2 separate regions of the Hordeum vulgare genome follow, and region 1 is linked to region 2. The links are chromatin contacts, called in public Hi-C maps. All regions are on one chromosome and are shown on one strand. Each heading gives the region's core, a stretch centred on a gene start, on an enhancer-like site or on the middle of the called end of the contact. The rest is flanking DNA. Distances are from core to core; before and after follow the strand shown.

What was found. Hi-C and Micro-C count contacts between places; a contact is called where the count stands out from the background.
Region 1: a contact with region 2 is called in a Hi-C map of leaf, with 2.6 times the contacts expected there. The contact joins the promoter of LOC123430567 here to the promoter of LOC123430537 in region 2. A contact is called at or near these places in 2 of 6 Hi-C or Micro-C datasets (leaf and seedling).

The regions. Positions count from the first base shown.
Region 1 is chr1H:262,435,614-262,441,878 of MorexV3_pseudomolecules_assembly, reverse strand. LOC123430567 (eukaryotic translation initiation factor) reads right to left here and starts at 3,990. Exons shown (of 5, transcript XM_045114429.1): 1 at 3,635-3,990; 2 at 2,213-2,381; 3 at 1,958-2,083; 4 at 794-859; 5 at 309-693. The coding sequence starts at 3,855. The coding sequence ends at 643.
Region 2 is chr1H:262,280,255-262,286,179 of MorexV3_pseudomolecules_assembly, reverse strand. It overlaps LOC123430537 (peroxisome biogenesis protein 12), which reads right to left and starts at 3,843. Exons shown (of 10, transcript XM_045114404.1): 1 at 3,469-3,843; 2 at 2,154-2,259; 3 at 1,335-1,483; 4 at 150-405. The coding sequence starts at 3,576.

The DNA of each region.
Region 1 (6,265 bases), core at 2,741-5,240, 160 kb before region 2:
CATGTATAAATGGGACATGGTTCGTGAGATGAAATACCCCATCTTGTGAGTGTCCCATTCCCATGGGCTGCGGAGCACACCGACCCATGGGTTCTCTGGAAAAAATGGTGCTCGTACACCTGCTCGAACGTGAAAGGACTCGTCGGGCCAAGATCCAAGGTAAAAAAACGTGTTCGATCTAAGCACGCAGTGTTGGTATGAAAGTAAAGCAGGCAATGTTGGTATGAAAGTAAAGAGGGAGGCATAATTGCACGTGGAAACAATTATGCCGACTTAATTTGGATGATCATACATGGAAAACAGTCTCGTCAGCTTCAAACAACAAAATTCAAATTTTTTTCCTGACAGCTTTTCAAAGCCCACAAAAGTGGACTAAACAGCCAATTCGCAAAAAGGCAAACATATGTTTTAAACAGTGATGATGCATCAAACTTCCCACATGAGGTGGGGTTCCTCCTCTGGGTTTGTTGAAATCGAGGGATATTGCGAGGAAAATTGAGTGCGTACAACATCTCTGTATGCCACAAGCAAAACGACATAATAGATTGGAAAATTGCCTCAAACAACAGTATCAGAGGCGAATCTCGGTGAAACACTACACGGACACTTTTCCGAGCTGCGGTCTTCATCATGTGTGCAGCCTTACACGGTGTATCGTCCACCTCTGCTTGGTTTCTGACTTCTCGAGTCATCCTGCATTTGAGTGACACCAAAATGCTGTGAGCTGTGGACATGGAATGTTTTCCGCAAGTGCCTAGTGAACAATTTGGGCAATAAAGAAAAAGAGACATACGTGGAAGCTGTAGACCATCTTATCATTGTAGTCAATAACCTCCTTCCATTTCTTGCCAATGTCTACCTGTTATGATGAAAGAAAGGGTGAACACATTACAACCATCTGAACATGAATAAACAGCAACATATAAGTTGCAGCCTGGGGCTTGGTGTTATGCATGCATTGGAAAGAAAGAGAATCCCTAATCTTAGTCTAGTTATATTGCACAAAACAGATGAAAAATGCACACATGACAACGTCCTTCAATATACACTCAAGTAAAAAATAGGTACTTGTAAAACTGATGCTAAATACAGTACGAAACATGACAATGTACTTGAATATACGCACAAGTGAAAAATAGGGATTTGTAAAACTGATGCTAAATATGAAACCAAATAATTAGGTACATTAGGAAGAACCAAATGTTTGCTGTCCTGGTGAAAAAAAGCTTAAGAATATCTTCCAATTCCCATGCATAGAGGATGGACAGTAACTACTTCCTAACCATATTGCATGACAGAGGTAACAATATCAAAGCAGCACCACAAAGATTAGCCTTGCCAACAGAAGATACTCATACCATCCTGCAGCTAAACATCATTCAGTAGAATGATGTACTCCCTCCGTCCCAAAATTCTTGTCTTAAGTTTGTTTAGAAATAGATGTATCAAAATACTAAAACGTGACTAGATACATTCATATCTAGACAAATGTAAGACAAGAATTTTGGGACGGAGGGAGTAGTTCTTTTTTTTTTCTTTGGAACTAAATTGTTTACACTTCAAGAGATATGAAGAGTGGCCTTTTGTCAATTGAATAGAAGCCTTTTTTTTTCCTTCATGGACAGCTAAAGTTGGTTGTCCAATCAATACTTTTCTTTGGCATACAGTGGGTTATTTACAAATTATAATTAAACTTTTGGTCTTACATGGCTTTTTTATATTTGCCCTGTTTCATGCAACGGAGCTGTAGTCTGCAGAGTGCTCAGTTGTTAAAATTTGCCGTAAAATAATCCATAAAACTTTATGCATGTTGATTGTGGACTCTATAAGAGGTCAGAAAGCACTGGGCCACTATCCCCATCAACATTTCAACCAATACATTAAATTAAAATATACAAAAAGAAATACAACCATCAGAGTGGCTGATTTGCAAAATGTTTTTGTTCCCAAAACAAACCTGAACAGCTTCATTACTGGCAGTCTTAGTCCATAATGAAAGCTTATCCTGTCTCTGGCGGACACTAGAGACAACACCACAAATTTCCTGGCTTTCATCGAACTGCTCTCCAATCAGAGCCATGCACTGCATGTTTTTACCAAGTTAGTCAAAAGGATTCCACTGGTAGAACTTAGGAACCCAGATAAAGCATCAGATGCTATGGTCGATGTAAGCACCTCGGAGAAATAAAATATTAACATCACAGAAATTTACCGTTTCAAGCCACATGGTATCAAGGTTGGCCTTCCTGCTAGATATCACAGTCCATTTGCCCCCATTTGCGCACTCTGGATCTTCCCACTTTGGTTCTACCCCAGCCTTGAATAAATGAAAATCAGCACTTCCTACCAACTTACTCGGACGGAAAATCTGATCATATAAACTGCCAAAGAAACCAGGAAGGCGTAAGTTAAAGAAAGGATTTTATAATAAAGAAACATATTGCATAATCATAGTCAAAATGTCCATGAGAAAATAGGAAGAAATGTTCAGCATAACATTAAACAGAATTTTGATTTCACATTCCTGCACAACATAATCATGTGCATTTGATACAGCTACTCCTCAACTATGATTATACAATATGGTCATGTTTGTATCTGGAAGATATGTTGCGATGGTTTGGGTCCATAAACAAATCAAAATGTGTTTTGTACTGTAATGCCTACTTTGGTTTGAAGGAATCTTGTAGGAATTTCATAGGATAGGATTTCTATAGGAAAAAAATCCTTTAGAACCCTTTGGTTGGTGGGAATAGAATCCTATTACTATGGAGGAATTTTCTTCCTATCCTCCACATTTCATAGGAAAATAAACATTAGCCTAGACTCATTGGAAAATATCCTATGATGTGAACCAAATAGCATCTTCTTTTCTAATCCTATTCAAAGGATTTGAGATACATGCATCTCATTTCCTATGACTTTCCTATTCCTATTATTTTCCTACCTTATGAACCAAAGGAGGCCTAAGATTATTATTGCATACAAATATTGACACATGCAAACTTAATAATGAACAACACCTAAGTCTCGTGTACATATGTTGAGATTTCTTGTTCGGCTCCCAAATAGAACCATATTATTCTTACTCGTAGGAAGATTTTCCTTCCACAAAATCCTTAGGAGGAAGTTGGACAAGAAAATATACATTAAACTTGTCATGCTCACGTTGAAAAATACGAGTAGAAGTACCACGGGACTGTTGATAACACCGAAATAATCATCTATCAACTACAGTACCGAATAGTATCGTATATAGTATATCATTCCAACATACAACAAAGTTCTAACCAATGCTGACAACGTCCCACAAGACCCTTCCCATACATGAGAACTAATAAGCATACAATAGAACAAAACTGTCCAAAAGCAATCCGACCTCGACCTACAGCAGTAACAACATTTGAAAATTGTAGCACTTGCCACTTGGTCACAAAATCAACTGATATCTTCACAATAACCTAGCAAATTATACTTTCCGGATTTGTTCGCGCAAGGTGCCATATAACTCGACATCGTCGGCCGAAAATCCCCATCACATAGAGACTGAGAATAGGAACCAGCATAACATCCAGATGGCCAGATCAGATCTGAGCGGATCGCGAGGAAGCACGAGAGGAGCGGGCGCACGTACCACCAGAACTCTTCGACGGTGTCGAAGGTGTAGCCCTTTTTGAGCGAGGTGCCCCAGGCGGCGCCGGGCTTGGGCTTGGACTGGATGTCGTACCAGAAGGTCCACTGCCGCTGCAGCTTGTGCGGCGCCTTCGCGTCGGCCGCGCCCGCGTCGCTCTCGGCCGCGACATCCGGGGTTTCTGTCGTTGCTGCCACCGGGAGCGCGGCTTCGACCTCTGCCATGTCGCGCCGCCGCCTTTGCTTTCCGAGGGTTTTGGGATGGGGAGGATGAGCCGCAGCGAGAGAGAGAAAGAGAGGAGCAGCCGCCGAAGGGAAAGGAAGGGGGCAGAGGTGGTATGAGCCGTGTGGGTCTTACCTGGGCTTCTTACCCAGTTTGTGTCTGATCTTTTTGTGGGCCGAGGAAGCGTAACGAAATTGGCCCTTCCTCCACGGAGGGGAGTTTTTGAAACCTGGATGTATATACACTTTAAGCCTTGTTTGATACTAATGTATTTTAAAAAATTTGTAAGGATTATCCTAGTCAAACACCTAAATTCCCACATATCTCATGACACCATTTGATTCTAGTGTATTTGACATGTTTTATCCCACATTTCTTCACAAATCCTCAAATTCTAATGCATTTTTCTCAATACATAATACACTACCCCTACCTAGTGGATTAGGGATAAATGGAGATTTGAAGGGATTGGGTGAAGGTTGTAGTTTCATCCAATCCATGTGGGTATTATCCCCATCAGTCTTTTCAAAAACCCTAGTATCAAACAAGGCCTTATGTGCCACTATTCACACTATTTTAACCCAAAATTTGACAAATTTTATTTTATGGATTTTTTCTCACAATTACAATGAAAGCTACGGTTTATTTAAAAAAATTCAGATTTTTTAGCTTTTTATTGAATTGCTAGTTTTTTATATATAATAGCAAACTAGCACAATGCCCGTGCGTTGCTACAGGCTATGCGGCATGTTATCTCTAACATCTGAGTTCAACACAAAACCACCATCCCACGACGCACCTTCCTTTTTTATGTGAGAACCTCCCGCTCCCGTTTGATTTTTTGTCGTAGCGATACATTTCTCGTTGGAAGCACCTCTTTTGAAATCAAAGGATGTCCATCTCATCTTTGTCGTACATTGCAACAACGATAATTTTTTTATGTTAACAAATACTCCAACATTATGTTACCAATAACACATAATATTGACAATAATAAATAATTATCGCCACCGACATTCAAAACACACACCAACATTGAAAGTGAGTGGCAACGTGAACGTATTCGTATAGCCATCAATAAGTTTCACCTCCATCCCATATATCATTCATTGCTAGAAGGGATAATTATCGTTCTTCTCTTACTCGTCCTACCCTACATCTTCTACTCCTACCCTATTCATTAATCCGTTTCATTGGTGCCAACAAGCACCACGTCAACATTAGTATGGTCGTCATCGACGCCTCATCTTCTTCTTTTTCATTTCTATTTAAATTGACGTAATTAATTGCACATGTAATTAAATTTCTAGCTAATAAATTACATTGAAGGTTTGATTTTTAAATTGATATAGTGCTCGATTTCTGAAATATTTTCACATGAATGGCTGCTATGAACGACGATGACGACGATCGAGCATTGTAGAACACATTTTGTTAACAAATTTCTTGTCATTTGAATTAACACATCTGATTTGAGAATGTAGCATGTCTAACTCTGTGTATGACTGATAAGAAATATAATATGACCGCGTCTACGAACACCTATATGTAAGACATAGTATGACACAGTATATAGACACTTCCAATATGATATAAGAAGCTTACTTCATGTAGTGTGTAGACACTTGAATAAACCTAGTTCATGTAATCTGTAGAAAATTGAAGAAGGCAAGAAGGCACTAAATATTTAATATGAAGGTCTACAATTCCCTCATTGGTCCTCGCATATTCGATCCTGGGTTCACGCGCTCGATCTTTCCAAAAAAATACAAAGATCTTATAGGAGAGGTATGGGTTACCTTCCATACAATGTATTACCTCAACCCGTTCCTGACACCCTTGGTTACACGAGCATCTAGCTGCAAGTGAGCTCAACACTGAACCATGTGTACCATGTACCTGAAAGTACCTTCATCACATTCACAAGTGTAAGGGCATATTTCTACCCCGGTAATTTTGGTGATTGATGATGACACTTTTGCGGACTAATCGTGTGCAATAAGCCTTTCAGGTATTTTCTAGGTTTGCACAAAGACGATTCTGGCCCCTCGGTGTTTTGATGTGAAGACGGTTTTCGCTCTTACGCTTCGTTGTCAGTGGACTTGGGTCGTAGGAAAAGCCATACTATTAAGAGAGGGTGCGCTTTGGAAAAGTCTGGGTGGAATCATCACGTACACTTTCTTTCTCACCCCTTTTCCGCTTCGACGGAGCTTTCTACCTTGCCTTGCACTACTTGGCAGTTTCCAAGCCCGGTCGGCAGTAGTACCGCTCTCAGCGGTAGTGCTCTGCTGGTGCCTCTGGCCTGTACAGCTCTCCAAAAGTGCGAACACTTTTGTGGAGGAGTTTTGCGGTAGTACTAGGCGGTAGTACCGCCAGCAGAGCGGTACTACCGCTTGTTACTACCGCTCATGG
Region 2 (5,925 bases), core at 2,594-5,093:
CAAAACTGAAACTCGTTGGCATCTTTTAATGGTCTTATATAAGAGCAATACAGATGAAATGAGCTTTCCAAAATTATTAGCTACAGAAAAGGCTTTAAACAAGTTAGGATTTATACAAGATGTTCATATATATGAGTTAGTGGATCAACCTTCATGGGTCGCATGAATCCATGGATAACAAACACCTATTACTGCCGCAAAATTGGTCCTAAGGCGCGTGAGATGTGACACTTCTCCAGCTGTAGTCTCAACTTGTGCTTGAGAAGTCTCCCCTTGTTGATCTGATACAAAGCCAGCTTCATCGAATCTAACCTCACCCTGATCCCATAGGCTTGCCTGCAATCTTGCTTCTCTTTCTTTGTTATATACGGACTGCAACTTTGACTTGAAATATGGTAAAACAACCTATACAGATGTTTGGAGCAGGTTAATAGCGGAATTTGTCCAAAACAGAGCTGTTTCATGATTTTCATCATTGCACATTACATATTTCATAGATCAATTTACATTATTATCTTAACGGGACAAAAATATTAAAAACTACTAGATGATTAAATTTGTCAACTGCAGAACCTGTGAAGATGTGCATAGGCTATTGAAAAAACTTGGGAAATTTATTGTAGAAGCAGAAAATCACAGCTTCAAATAGTACAAGAGCTTGAGTAAAGCACGTACTCCCTCCGATCCAAAATAAGTGTCGCGGTTTTGAACTAGCCTCAGTTCAAAACCGCGAAACTTATTTTGGATCGGAGGGAGTATCATATTTCTACACTGAGAATTTGAGATGCTAAGGTAAATAAAGTTGCACACCAAGCAGATTGAGAACAAGTCATTAAGCAATTGGGGCCCAATATGGCTGCAATTCAGGCATGTGCAGACTATCAGCAGCACAGAATACTACAGATACAGATTAAATATTACCCCCTCCGATCCAAAATAAGTGTCGTGGTACATGTTTTCATAGGACAGTAACAAAAGCAAAGGACACATGCATATTCACACCGTAGACCTGCTAGTGAGGTAAAGTAACCCAGGTAGTGATGTCTGCTGGAGTCTTGGTGAGCAAGTCAGCTATGGATACACATTGCAAGATCACACAAGGGGTTAACATGTGGTGAGTTTTGTTTGTAAGTGTTAACCTGATGAGATCGCAGATATTAAAATGAGTGCATTCAATAGAAGAAATCACTTTAGTAGGGCTTGGGTGGTTTGTTGCTCAAAGGTAGCAAGTGAAAGTTCAGCATAACTAAAACTATTTAAATCCAAAACGTAACAAAGCCAACATAAGTTGCGGATGATACTTCAAATTAATCTGTGCCACGGGACATCATTACCAAAAATACAACAGAGAGAGTTTTCTGACGCTTCCTTAGTGCAGAGTCATAGGCTTTGACATTAGATTCTGCACCAGGATTACTTCTGTTCACTGAAACGTTAACAGGTCTCCGCCTGAGACCATATAACGACTCTGAAAAGGAACCATCTGAAAGATATATGCAGGAAAGTTGTAATCAAACACAATCACTAATGGCAAAAGCTGATAATAGAATTACTTGTTTGTTGATAACTTGCCAGACTTGTTTTATCAATCATACAATTACACTATGACAACTAGGCTAAAGTAGGTTAAAATAGCATAGTCTTAGTTATTTCTTTCATTTGTGTAATGAGTTAGTGCTAAGGCTTAAGGTGGAGTCATTCCATTCTTCTACCTTAATATGTTGGATCCATGGTTCTGTTCCACAACCAAAAATAAATTCTTGTGGGATACTAGGATTGGGTGACTCCAAGATGAAGCTACTCGTCGAATTATAAGTTTACTTCTCTGCCACATAGTCGCACTAGATAACAAAAGTAGTGGTAAGAACCTACCCTTCAAGTAGGTTTTGAGACGACGAGGTTAATGTAAGACTGAATTAAGAGATCGGTGGGTAGACTTATTTAAACAGCTATCAGAGAGTGGTGTACAATTTCTTTCTCAATGATGCACACCATGCAAAAAAAAATAGCTGAAGATTAGCACTAAACTAAATACATAATAATACATTTTCCCATGGTTTTCCTATATTACCATTCCATTGTTCGAAATATGAAGGTTGTAAACAAAGTTCCTTCTCGATAGAAAAGGGAGTTCTGCTACAGCGACAACGAACCTGTTGTTCGTAGACTATGGGACTCAAGAACAGACATTAACAAAGCAAAGAATTCGTCTTCATAATCTAAAACTTTATGCAAGAATGGCCTCCTTAGTGCAAAAACCTGCATATAGTATCGACTAATTAGCATTGTAAAGAGGGTGCATGATAAACTAAAATCAAATACGCAGACAGTAATTGTTTGGCTAAGAAAAAAAGTACTAAACAAGTCATAATCGAAAATTTGTTCGTTTAACGAAAATCTTGTAACATAGCACTTGTCGTGTTCCAATACCTAGGCACCTTTCTAACAAACAGCCATCGGTACAAGAACACTTAACTGCCTGAGAAACACCTGTATTGTTGATATAACAAAATTGTCTCTTCAGCTTTTGGAGGGTATCTTTTGCAAGGCAAATTTTCTGCAATCCATCCTAAAATAACTTCTTGTGACCAGAAAAAGAGAGAGAAAGGATGTGATTCTTAGCTTCTAAGATCAAAAGTAAAATTGTAATTGACTTTCTCAAATATAGGCACATCCATCAGTTGTGCACATCCTGGAGCCTGCAACTGAAAACAAGCACAAAGGATAGTGGTACTTTGCCTCGTCATATATCGCTTTCAAAGTTCTGTTGAGAGTCGTAATCTTGGGTGTTTTTCAGATTGCCATTATATTGAGTACCATCTACATTGTTACCTAGATTTATTTGCCAGTATATCTCAGCTCATTGCATTAACAGTAGGGCATCCATGAATGAGAATTCTGATGGGAGAAAAGGCTAAGATTTCAGGGTGGCTAACTCAAATTAACAAGCATGCTAGTTTGAGTTATCAAGTCGATTATTCAAGTACAATGATATATGTTCGGATGTTCCCTTCATCGTCAAACATATACATCACAACCCAGCAATGTTTCCCTAGCAACAAGTGAACTCAGTATCCCTCTAAAAAAAGGAATATGTGAATTCAATTTCACAATTCAACACATAACAATAAATTTACCCAAGTCATTGCAGCTAATCAAATAAACTTAAAAGACGAAATGCTGGCTTTCAGCGGCAGCAGAAGCAATTTTTCCAGCTGCAAATATTACGTATTACTGGCTTCCCTGGCTAACAACATTTTGTGGCCTCGCCAATCAAACCTAGCATATATTCAATCAAGGAAATAAAACACGGGCAGAACTCGCACTCTCAGTCATCCACTACAATGTACCGCACGAACAGACAGTATTCGAACAGTCATAAACACCTAATACTAATAGACGCAGCTAGTTAACCAAACCGGATCGATGAGCATGATCGCATCGGAGGGGAGGCGATGTTTCACATACCCCGAGCGAGTAGGAGAGCGCCGCGCGGAGGCTGGTCGGGAGCTGCTGCGCCGCGGACATCTCGAAGAAGGTGGGCCGTGCGCCCTGTCCTCCCACCTGGAACAGCATCGCGCCGCCGCCGCCGTCGCGGCCTCCTCCGGGTGTAGGGGGCGGGGGGTAGGGTTAAGCCTCGAGCCTATGGTGCAGACGCGGCGTCTTTGCGAGGTACAGCGACGGAGCTGTATTCCGGCGGTGGGCCGCGGGGTTATCCGGTGGCGCGTTCGTGTAGTCCTGCGCGTCCACGCCGGTGAGAGAAAGGAGAGGTGGGGCGCAAAAGAGAAGCTGTGAGGGAGACGGGTCCGAGACGTGAGGGAGAAGAAGAGACGACAGTATGGGCTCTAGGTTGAGCCGGACCGATATACGTGTGTGAATGAAGAGTGAAAAGTATCCGTTCGCATGGTTTTCGTTAAGGGTGTGGTTAGGTTTCGTTAAGGGTGTGGTTAGGTCTGAGTCGATTGAGATTTAACAAGTCTTAATCAAGTGACATAACATAGAAGACAGAAATAAATTGAAAAAATGCATGGAACTTAATGTAAGATCTTACGAATATAGCATTGACTGAGACTTAACGAAGTATCAGCGTGAGACTTAGCAAAACTATTTCATTAATTAAGTAGGTAGTTTTTCTGCTTAATTAATTAATGCGATATTTTTTTTACCTTTATTGAAGAAAAAAATTGAAAAATAAGAGCATCTATAACGCTTGAAAGCAGGCTTAAATGTCGATACGAACCTTTTAAATGAACTTTAAACTTTCGATTGACGGACACATTCTATATCTAGCCTAAATCTAAAACAGATATGGAGCACCCGACGCGTCTGCCCTACAAGCCCACCCACCACAACTTACACCAAATCAATTCCGCTTGTCTCTCTTTTTTTCCTCCTTCGCGACGTCCGTCTCGTAGCTCCACCGTCGCGCGCACTCCGCGGACGTTCCGAACATCTGCGCCGACAACATCGTCACAACACTCATCTCTACCGTCCTTACAGCCAGGGACATCGTCGCCGGCCCGGACGCCACCGTGGTAGGTATGGCAACTCTAGGGTTGGCCCTTGCGTTTTATGTGTTCGACACGTTGTGTGATCCGGTTTCTTACCAATTTTTTAGAGAAAATAATGAATTCTAATGCTTCATTGGACGAGGAGTATGTACCAACGGAGCTTGATTAAATGATTCAAGATGAGTTCTTCTATTCGTCGGATTCGCACGAAGAAGTGGACATGATCATGCTCATGAGCATGCAAGAGGAAATGGACCGACACGTGGAGCATATTCTCAGCTTCGAGGGCTCACTCAAAGAAAAAAGAGTGATCAATCGGGATAGGGTCTCTGAAGCATGGCTACTACAGAAGGACTAGTTTGCTCCGGACCCAACTTTTCCAGATGATCTATGATTTTATCGCCGTTTTCGCATGCAGAAATTATTGTTTTTGCGCATTGTGGAGGGAATGAAGACTTACGATGAGTACTTCAATCTCATAAGAGATTGATGCGGCCAACTTTGTTTCTCTGCTAAGCATAATTGCACAACTCCTATGAGGATGCTTGCACTTGGTACTGCCACAGATGTCGTTTGTGAGATGGTCCGGATGGGATAGAGCACATGCCTAAACACATCTGTCAAGTTTGTCCGCATTGTCGTGCAAGTGTTTGGGGCAGAGTATCTAAGAGAACCAAATGTGCTAGACACAAAAAAAGTTATTGGCTATTGGAGAGGCTAGGGAATTTTCTGGAATTCTCGGAACAATTGATTATATGCATGGCCAATGGAAGAACTGCCCCAATGGTTTGTGTGGAATGTATCAAGGTCACAAAAAAGATGCCACAGTCATATTGGAAGCAGTGGCATCGCATGACTTATGAATTTGGCATGCTTACTTTGGAATGTAGGATTCTCACAATGACATCAACATGCTTCAACGGTCTCCGATGTTCAGGAGGCTTTGTAACGGGGAATCATCGTCGTGCAACTGCACTGTCAATGGGCGTGACTACAACATGGGATACTATCTTGCCTATGGCATCTATCCTCAATGGGTGGCGTTTGTGAAGACCATTTCAGAACCACATGACAAGAAAAAAATCACTTTGCAACAATGCAAAAAGCTACTAGGAAGGATGTGTAGAGGACATTCGGAGTGCTTCAAGCTCGTTGGGAAATTGCTCATGGAGCTGCAATGATGTGAGAATCAGAAGCTTTTGTGGCAGCTAATGACATGTTGTGTTATTTTGCATGACATGATTGTTTAGGATGAGGGCAATGGTGTTTCCCAAACCATTGATTTTGAAGGGCCTCGAGAACAAGTTCAAATTCCTGAATATCAAGATGCATACCAACTTATGAACTTGCTACAGATGCATCAGGATTTCAAGATCATCAGGTGCATGCACAACTACTCAATGATGTTGTGGAG